2 separate regions of the Gasterosteus aculeatus genome follow, and region 2 is linked to region 1. A link is a contact called in public Hi-C data. All regions are on one chromosome and are shown on one strand. The core of a region is the stretch at or near the end of the contact, and the rest is flanking DNA. Distances in the headings are between cores, read along the strand shown. Region 1 overlaps LOC120831358 (breakpoint cluster region protein). Region 2 overlaps atp2a2a (ATPase sarcoplasmic/endoplasmic reticulum Ca2+ transporting 2a).

The links. Hi-C and Micro-C count contacts between places; a contact is called where the count stands out from the background.
Region 2: a Hi-C map of whole body shows a contact between it and region 1, with 3 times the contacts expected there. The contact joins two enhancer-like sites. A contact is called at or near these places in 2 of 6 Hi-C or Micro-C datasets (skeletal muscle and whole body).

The regions. Positions count from the first base shown.
Region 1 is chr13:18,235,458-18,240,287 of fGasAcu3.hap1.1, forward strand. It overlaps LOC120831358 (breakpoint cluster region protein), which reads right to left. Exons shown (of 23, transcript XM_040196756.2): 9 at 4,552-4,673; 10 at 4,065-4,230; 11 at 3,771-3,890; 12 at 3,521-3,596; 13 at 3,318-3,422; 14 at 3,147-3,221; 15 at 2,901-2,998; 16 at 2,576-2,707; 17 at 684-743; 18 at 469-578; 19 at 127-266; 20 at 1-45. Among protein-coding and RNA genes, the nearest start is that of specc1la, 5.2 kb to the left of the region's middle. Within about 2 kb of position 3,209, at least 1 of the 9 cell types and tissues checked has open chromatin away from gene starts, as enhancers often do.
Region 2 is chr13:18,280,222-18,285,069 of fGasAcu3.hap1.1, forward strand. atp2a2a (ATPase sarcoplasmic/endoplasmic reticulum Ca2+ transporting 2a) reads left to right here. Exons shown (of 21, transcript XR_005714052.2): 6 at 247-327; 7 at 581-666; 8 at 861-1,325; 9 at 2,845-2,933; 10 at 3,080-3,182; 11 at 3,654-3,785; 12 at 3,887-4,006; 13 at 4,094-4,312; 14 at 4,408-4,743. Among protein-coding and RNA genes, the nearest start is that of anapc7, 12 kb to the right of the region's middle. Within about 2 kb of position 1,625, at least 8 of the 9 cell types and tissues checked have open chromatin away from gene starts, as enhancers often do.

The DNA.
Region 1 (4,830 bases), core at 1,959-4,458:
CGTTCACGTCCATCTCCCTCATTATGACGGACACGTCTCGGTTGTCTGCGGAGGGGGGGGCAGACGACGACAGTCAGTAACGGGCAAAGATTACAGAAGACAAACGAATAATCACGCTGAACTCACTTGAATCGAAGGCGGCCTTCAGGGCCAGGATGTCGGTGGCGACTCCGGAGACTCTGTAGATCCCCACCTCGTCCATCCCTCTGCGCTCAATCTCCTCCACGCACTGCCTCACGATGAGGGGAACCTTGGAGCGCTCGCGCCTGGTGGGGACCAAGTCACACAGACACAAGCAGTCAACAGACGCGTGAGGGGGAGGTAATACGTACGGGGAGTAAAGGGAGTGCAAGCGCTTCTTAAAAGAAAATATTTCCCTTTACGCTGGAATGTTGCAGTCTAACTAGACTTGGTTCTTACTTTAATTCATTGACAAATCCAAAACGCACAGACGTATCATCGACTCACTTGGTTACTACGTTGATCTTGATTCCAAAAACTCCGGAGTGTTTGCGTGAAGGCGTTCGCTTTAAGCTGAACTCTCTGCTGGTGAACTTCATCGAAAGTTTCACCTCGATCTGAAACAAGTGAGGAAGCCGGGTGTCGTTTTGGAAGGACCACGGCAGCAAGTTGCAAAGTGGAAAGATGTGCAAAAACGGAGGAGCCGTCATAAGGAAACGTACCCCATTCATATTGATGACTGTCCGCTGCCAGTCTTTATTTTGCAAAGTCTGAGGATCCAGCTGAAAGAAAAAAAACAAAAAAAAAGGGGTTATTTCAATTTCACATTTCAGTAGAGTGTCTGCCAGGTGGTCAGAGATCTACCTGCTCAATGACTTCACTCACATAAACACAAACTCCATGTGACCAGGTGGTGTCATCGATCTATTTCAGTCATCTGACTAATAACAATCCCACAGGATGTATTTGTGCGGCAGATCTTCAATCAACCAAGAAACCACTTCAGTTTAGTAAAAAAAGAAGACATTACATAATGAAGCTAAAAAACATTATCCATAAACATTGGTTCCTGGAGCTTCCTCACAACAACATCCCACGATGATTTGTCAGCTCACTTTGCTCATCTCTTCAGCTTACCTTTGGTCTGACCAGGCTGCTGCGGACTCGCCCCCACAGACGGGCCCCCGTACTCGGGGATTTCATTTGAGCCGCGTCTCCCTCTTCCTGGAGACCGCCGACCCGATCCACGATCCCCTCCTCTTTGGGATTACGGTCACTCATTCTTTTTGGTATGAACCTTCCCCCCCGAGTGAAGGACAACAAACCAAAAAGTGTCGATTCCACAGACAGCAACCAACCCGCGTCACGCGCGAGATCAGCGGGTCCTCGTTCCCTCGACCGCCAGCACCTAATTTTGTTAATAATCCTGGTGATCTTCTTTGACGCAGACCAGCCGAATCTCCACGTGACTTCCTGTCATCCCCCCGTCTTGGTATCGTTATGATCGAAATCCTTTCATTCCACAGGGAGTCAGACAGGAACAAAGGCACCTCCCCTCCCCTCCCCTCTTGTGTGTTGTTGCACTTCCCTGATGGATTTGGGGGATTAACCTCGGAGAATCTCCTCCTACCCTCATTACCAACATGCTCACGCCTGCCGCTGTGAGGACTGTGGGCCGGTACTGTCGCGTCCAGGGAGCCTGAACAGGATCCTCAACCACTCAACAGATCGAATTCATCTCGCCCGATATCATAACCCGTTAGTTTAATTTGTGAAGTAATTTGACGTAGTCCCCCACAAAGCCAGGAGAAAGGCCAACATGACCCAACGGGTCATCTATGTGATTCAAATACCTGACATGTGTCCTGTTGGCTCGTGAAAAACATGTCAATTATCTGGATGAGTTTGGGTCAACCTGTCCGGCGGGGAAATGCCTTCCCCGACTGATCAAAGAGCGCTCTCTGTCTCTCACTGTCTCTCCGTCATAGTCTGGAGCCGTGCAAACTCGAGACTAATCCGCCCTCCGTCATAACACCCTCACAGGGGTCAACCTGGAGGGACTTTGTGGGAAAACCTAATGGCTCACTTCTTTTTCATCAGGAAATGTCTCCCTGGGGCAGGATTAGCCGTGTTGGGCAGCCGTGCAGATAAACTGCCACCGCGGAGGTACCAGAATCAATAGAGGGAACAAGCGCACGCCACACAGGCAACAATTGTTTCTCCTATTCATGCGGGCGGAACTGTATAGATTTGGGTTCACGCCACGAGTCTGTAAATATTGACTTTTAGTTCACTTTCCACTGTGGCCTCGTATCCCGTTTTAGGGGCAAACATTTTGTGCTTCGTGCCAGAATGCCAGACAGCGATTAGAAGTTAAAGTGCCTCACTTTTCTGTGACTGGCAACACAATAAATAACATTCCTAGTTTTCGGTTTATGATTGAATTTAATGCCACTGAAAAACTGAAAAAACACCTTTAGAAAAAAATGTAAACGCTTATAGCACTTTTTGTTATTGATATTCAGTTTGGACCTTCAGAACTAGTCACCCCCCCCCCAAAAAACACAAGCGGTTATTAACCATCTGACCCAGGTCTACCCTAATTGGCCGGTACCTTTATTTGGCCTTTGGCCATGATCTTGTCTGCAATCTCTCCATCTTCTTTGCTCTGCTTGGTTTTGTGGCAGCACTTCTCATAGCAGAGCAACCTTAACGTCTGAGAGCCCTCCAGTTCAATCTCAAACTCCTTGGAAAGACACAGAGGAAAAACACACACTCCAGGTTTCAGCCCACAGCACAACAATGTACTTTTAGTCCATCCACCAACGGATCTCAAAACAAAGATGGAGAGACGCGGTCTTAAATACACACACATATTAGTGGATAGTAAAAGGTGGATCTCACTCACTAACTTTCTCCACTCCGATATGCACGCTCACCTCGTTCCAGTTGGGCTCTGTAGAGTCTCTGTACACGCGTGTTTTGGCTTTGTTGACAAAGTAGCCGAAGGAATCCACCTCCAGGGAGCAGTAAAGGTCTAATGGGGACGAGCAGAAGTAGTTTCAACGTGTTGAATCAAAGACAAAAACTAAAAACTTCGATGACACACACAGAGGACAATGAGAACGCTCCCTTGAGCATATTCGGAGAGGTGACTCCTCCTCGTCAAAGAATAACCGACTTACTTAAACTGTGTTTCAGCCCTGACGCCGAGTGGACGATGACATTTAGGAAGCCGTACAAACCAGAAGATTCATCATCTGGGGAGGGCAACGTTCAGATCGTGTCAGGTTAACAGAGAGATCCAATACAAAATTGTAGGTTTATTAAAATGCACAATGCAGTGGGAACCCTACCTTCCTTATTCATGGTCATTGGAACCGTGTGAACCGTCTGCAGTTTCACGCACGAGTTCGTAAGCATCTGCAGCTCCAGAGAAGTCAGAGAGGAGCTTTTGAAGCCTGCGGGACACAGTCGAGGTGAATGCGGGTCACACCAACACGGCATCACAAATGTCGCGATCAAACCCCATGGTCTCCCGTAGAAAGTTTTAACTCACACTTCTTCTGCTGCTCGCGAACGATCTCCCTCCACTCGGCACGTTCGTAGTCAGAAGAGATCAGGAACGTGAAACCCTGAAATGGATAAAAGATAGGAAATACATCGGATTTTATCGCGCTCTCGCAGTGTAATGGCACACTACTTAACAGCAGGGGGCAGCAGAAGCCATGTTAAGAAGTTTGACCCTACTAGATATTCACGGCGATATTTAGCATGCATTTTTACTAGGAACCTTCCGTGGGACTCACCTTGCCGTTTCGGTTGGCCACCCTGAAGGCCATGTTGGGGGACATGAGAAGCAGCAGAGACTCCTGTTCCAGCAGCTTCTTCCTCAGTCGCTCAACCCCCTTGGGTCCTTTTGTGGTTCTCTACAGATTAACAGCACCGGGTGTTATGTGATGCATGACGTGCTGTCTTAACATTTCCTTGTATTTCAGAATCAGAAGCCATTCATGGCCACACATGTTCCACATAGAAGAATTTGTCTTGATGAAGTAACATTTTGAGGTGTGCGTTTTTGTGGGTGCATTTAATATCTTCACCTTCTCTTTTTGGATCTCGTTCTTGATCAGGGAGATTTTGATCTTTATGGCGTCGATCTCCTCATCCTGGACCAGCGGGATGGGGCTGGACTCACAGTCCTCAATGGCCTGGAAAGTCAGGTCAGCCAGTGGGATGTACCACTTACAGTCATACTGTTGCCCTTTTCTGTTGGAGCACAAAGCGTTTGTATAACAACGTCACGTTTTCTTTCCTTCGCCCAGTGATTATCCTGCTGCCCTGCACGTTCACCAGGATGTTTTTTTAAGCAGCATGAAGCCAACTGCACAAATAGCCACAAGCTTGAAAACTGCTGGTGAAATAATTACGTTCATCTCAACCGCCGGTCGGTCACGACGAAGCTGTTCCGTTCGCAGCAAAGCGGAATTTACTTTAACATGTCTAATGTCTGTCTGGGTAGAGTGACTCTCATTCCCCAACAGCGACTTTGAACCAGCGAACCTTCCGGGTCGCCTGACTCGGACTCACCCGGCAGCCTGTTTCTTCAGCTTGGTGCAGAGCAGCAGGTCGGTGAAGAGGAAGACGTGGCGGAGTTTCCTGGAACCTTCGACGAGCTCCACCATGAAGCAGTCCCTCAACAGCTGGCGGTTCTGCCGACAGGAGGAGAGAAATCACTTCATTAAAATTCATTTGTCTCAAATGCATCCCCCAACAATCTGAATAATTCAGTATTTGTAACTCATGAAACTGTGACCGAGAATCAAACCGCTTTCAACAAAAGCTGCAATATTAACAACAGTTGGAAAT
Region 2 (4,848 bases), core at 375-2,874, 43 kb after region 1:
GGCTGCAGAAAATAGACAACAACCTTCTATTAAATCTTCATACAGCGTGCGCACACACAGAGCATTGGACCAGGAGGTGTTTAGTTGCATGATATTTATGTGGTGTAAAAGACCATTGAGCCGTCACACATGATGCCATTACAATTTAACATGAGCCTTCACTTCCAGGCTATATATTTTTTTATTTCTTTGCTTTCTCATTTCCACAAGTGCATTTTCTCTGATTGCCGATTTGTTTGTCTGCAGTTGGAGACAAGGTGCCTGCTGACATCCGTATCTGTTCCATCAAGTCAACAACCCTGAGGGTGGACCAGTCCATCCTGACCGGTAAGACGTATTTGCTGATATCACAGCCGTCCAATTGTTTTCCATAAGCCACTTTTATGCTTTACATTCTGTCTCTCCTGAAAACATGGGTATTGTTATATTGAATTCTGTTGCGTATATTGATTTTATTGTATAGAACTGTTCTATCCGTAACATTTCATGTTTGAAACATTCAATAGCGTGTCTTATTATTGCCTGTGCTTTGTTTCTACTGTCGTCTGCAGAGACTAATGCTCTGTTTTTTTTTCTGCAGGGGAATCCGTCTCCGTCATCAAACATACCGACCCTGTGCCGGACCCCCGCGCTGTCAATCAGGACAAGAAGAACATGCTCTTCTCCGTAAGCTCAACTCTTCACCGGCCATCACACATCCTGTTGTGCTTCAACAATGTGTTTTTTGTTTTAGCTTCTGTTAACTTCCTGTTAAAGAAAAACAAACATTCTCGTGCTGTTGCGTTCCACTGTCCGAGATGTTATCCGAAGCACTTGAGCCGACTGTGTGAGTGTGTTTGTGTTACTTGTTGTCGCCTCAGGGCACTAACATCGCTGCTGGGAAGGCCGTGGGAGTGGTCGTGGCCTCCGGCATTAACACGGAAATCGGAAAGATCCGCGACGAGATGGCGGCCACCGAGCAGGAGAAGACCCCCCTGCAGCAGAAGCTGGACGAGTTTGGCGAGCAGCTCTCTAAGGTCATCTCCCTCATCTGCATCGCCGTGTGGATCATCAACATCGGCCACTTCAACGACCCCGTCCACGGAGGTTCCTGGATCCGCGGGGCCGTCTACTACTTCAAGATTGCCGTGGCGCTGGCCGTGGCCGCCATCCCCGAGGGCCTCCCCGCCGTCATCACCACCTGCCTGGCCCTGGGCACCCGCCGCATGGCCAAGAAGAACGCCATCGTCCGCAGCCTGCCATCCGTGGAGACCCTGGGCTGCACCTCGGTCATCTGCTCGGACAAGACGGGAACCCTGACCACCAACCAGATGTCCGTCTGCAGGGTGAGGCGCGCGCACGCACACACACACAAAACGTAGTGTGTTTAGTTCAGTGCTTTGTCTTCGTTGATGGTTGCCTGATGTGTGATTAAGGCGTCAGCAGTTAGAGCAGCTGTGACTCCCTCTACCACGCTTTCGTCAGCTAAGGTGAAGCTCCGTCCAAACAGAGAGTGAAGTGTTCCTTTTGAACAGGCTATGATGCAGGAAGGCAACATACCGGCTGCCGCTCCTCTAATCTACAGCGAGCCGTTGGATGACTTGCAGTGCTGCGGTTGCGTAACTGACCTTGCGTCACCAAGCTGTACAGGCCTCTAGTTCATCTCTCTCTCGCTCTCTCTGTATGAGTGATACCCCAGCACTACTTGGCCCACATTGAGACACGTTATTATTTATTCATCGAATCCTCCTTTGGTGCCTGTCCAGTTATTGCTCTGGACTTTGGCACAGCCTGAATTAGACTAGACATTCATTTACAGTTTTAGCAAAGCGTTGTTTAGGCCTCTGTGTTGTTTGGGCTCCATGTTGTTCCAGCCATGATTAGGTAGACTTGTGAATATGAGATGTACTGTAGTTGTCAGTGATGTACTGGGCTCATGGAATGGGAAACCTGGAAAAGTAATTTTATTTGAAAATGGCAATTTTCAAGCCCAGAGTGGTTTAAGAAAATGAATAAACCAAAAGTCAAATACATCAGCCATGACAATATGACTCATCCGATCATGCAAATGATGTGGCAGAAATGTGTGTGTGAACGATTCACAAAGAGGAATATATTAAAGCACTAGCGAGAGAAAACATTTGCTCCCTTTTGGCAGAATGAGATTAAGGAGGACCGTTAAAAACCTCTAAATGACTTTAATTTAGTGTTAAATATCCATCGTTCCTGTGTAAATTGCCCAAAGTTAATGCACTACAAACTATTGAACAATCTCAGTGTCACAAAGCACTACTTTGACCATCTTGCTCATATATCTGCTGTGCAGAGGATTGCAGGTCGGATTAGCCAGAAAAGCACGATGGCTTGTTTACCACAACGTTCCGAGGCGCAGTAGACTGTTGGTTGATCCATTAAACATACCAGACTACCGTGGAACACTTGACTCGTTACCCGTTCGTTTTGCGGCTGCTTTGAGGAGAGCCTGACTGATGTCAGCGGTTATGTTAAGGTAGAATCTATCTCAGACTAGCTGGGCATGTGCGTGGAGGCGTCCTGCAAAAGGACGCCGGCCACTGCGGCTTCTTCCTTCTGAGCACGGCATGCCGCTTTACATGTCGTGCTTTACATGTCGCTCCCTGGAAGGAAACTAGACCCTGTTTTCTCGGGGCTGCGGGACACCAGTCCTCGACAGAGACGCAGTCTTTCACACTCCGATCTGCCTCGGACGTCTGTGGTTTCTGCTGCCACCTGCTGCATCAGTAGAGAAGCTGCCAGCCAACTCAAACACCAGTTCTATTAACCGCAGTCTGTGGGGGCAGAAGAACTCATATTTGCTTTTGTCCCGCCTGCTCTCTTGTTCTCCAGATGTTCATCGTCAACAAAGCCGAAGGGGACAGCTGTGCTCTGTCAGAGTTCACCATCACGGGTTCTACCTACGCACCTGAGGGAGAAGTGTGAGTACTTTACAGTGACCCCATAACACAAACCTGTAGGAGAAAGCTGAAATAATGGTTTGATATTGTTTGAATTTAGTTGTAGGTTATAGGGAGTTGTCATTTGAACTGTAATTCCCAGGTTAATGCTTTTTATTTACCCTCAGGTACCAGGATGGTAAACCAGTGAAGTCCTCCCAGTATGATGGCCTGGTTGAACTGGCTACTATCTGTGCCCTTTGTAACGACTCCTCTCTGGACTTCAACGAGGTCTGAACCCTTCCTGCGTCAGATATGTGTGGAGTGTAATCATCTCTAGAATGAAGTTTGTATTTTGTAAGCAGTAAATATTCAATGGATGTCTGCACGTAATTCTTAGCTTAGCTCAACAGAGCCGACCAATACATTTAGAATTTGGCATTTATAAAAGGAAGTCAAGAGCCCCCAACCCGCATGCTCCTTCTCAACGAATGTGTGGTCATAAAAGAAAAACCTTAAACCCTGGGCGATGGCGCTTGCATAAATGACCTCCGTACCAAACAAATTTAGACGTAGACAGAATAACTTAATAACACTATGAATATGTACAGGTGTTAATCTTTTACCCATCTGACCTTTCTGTGGTATCATTTGTATGATTAACAGATGTAGAGACTAAAATTAGCTCTAATCACAAACCTAAAAATAACCACCGGTGTTCCGCGGAGCAGCTAATCACTCACATGTTCCGTGGCGCTTTAGGCTAAGGGTGTGTACGAGAAGGTCGGCGAAGCCACAGAGACGGCGCTCACCTGCTTGGTGGAGAAGATGAACGTTTTCGACACCGAAGTCCACAACCTGTCCAAGGTCGACCGAGCCAACGCCTGCAACTGTGTGAGTGACGTCGGCGGCCCCAACCTGCACGCGCTGCAGATCTCCACCGCTCCCCCTTTTCTTTTTCTCACTTATCTGTACTTTTTTTTCCCCCTGAGTAGGTGATCAAGCAGCTGATGAAGAAGGACGTCACGCTGGAGTTCTCCAGGGACAGGAAGTCAATGTCCGTCTACTGCACCGCCAACAAGTCTCGCTCTTCCGTCGGCAAGATGTTTGTTAAGGTATGCTGAGAGGAGGAGGAGCTTACGACTGTCTTCGCTCGACGTCTTCCATGTTTTCACCGCTTCACTCCTCTGCTCCACCAACAGGGGGCCCCGGAGGGAGTCATCGACCGCTGCACGCACGTCCGAATCGGAAACAGCAAAGTTCCCCTCACCAAAAGAACCAAGGATAAGATCCTGTCTGTGATCCGTGAGTACGGGACCGGTCGGGACACCCTCAGGTGCCTGGCTCTGGCCACGCGGGACACCCCGCCAAAGATGGAGGACATGATTCTGACGGACGCCACCAAATTTGTGTCGTACGAGGTGAGCTGCTTTCCTCTTAACTCCTAAACTTTTTAATGGAGCCGGTGTCTTCTGGTAGACCTTTTCATTGCGGCCTCTTGTCCCTCCGCGTCCAGACCGACCTGACCTTCGTCGGCTGCGTCGGCATGCTGGACCCCCCCAGGCAGGAGGTGGCCGCCTCCATCAAGCTGTGCCGCCAGGCCGGCATCCGCGTCATCATGATCACAGGGGATAACAAGGGCACGGCCGTGGCCATCTGCCGCCGCATCGGCATCCTGAGCGAGGATGACGACGTCGACAAAATGGCTTTCACCGGCCGAGAGTTCGACGAGCTGTCGCTCGGCGCTCAGCGCGAGGCCGTAACCCACGGCCGCTGCTTCGCCCGGGTCGAACCCTCCCACAAGTCCAAGATTATTGAGTTCCTGCAAGGGTTCGACGAGATCACCGCTATGGTATGACTTTTCTTTTGGGTCTAAAAGTATTTTTGTGACGTTTGTCTGAATTCTGCCTCTGGAAACGATGGCGTTGTGGTAATCCCGTCTCCGTTGGCCCTTGTT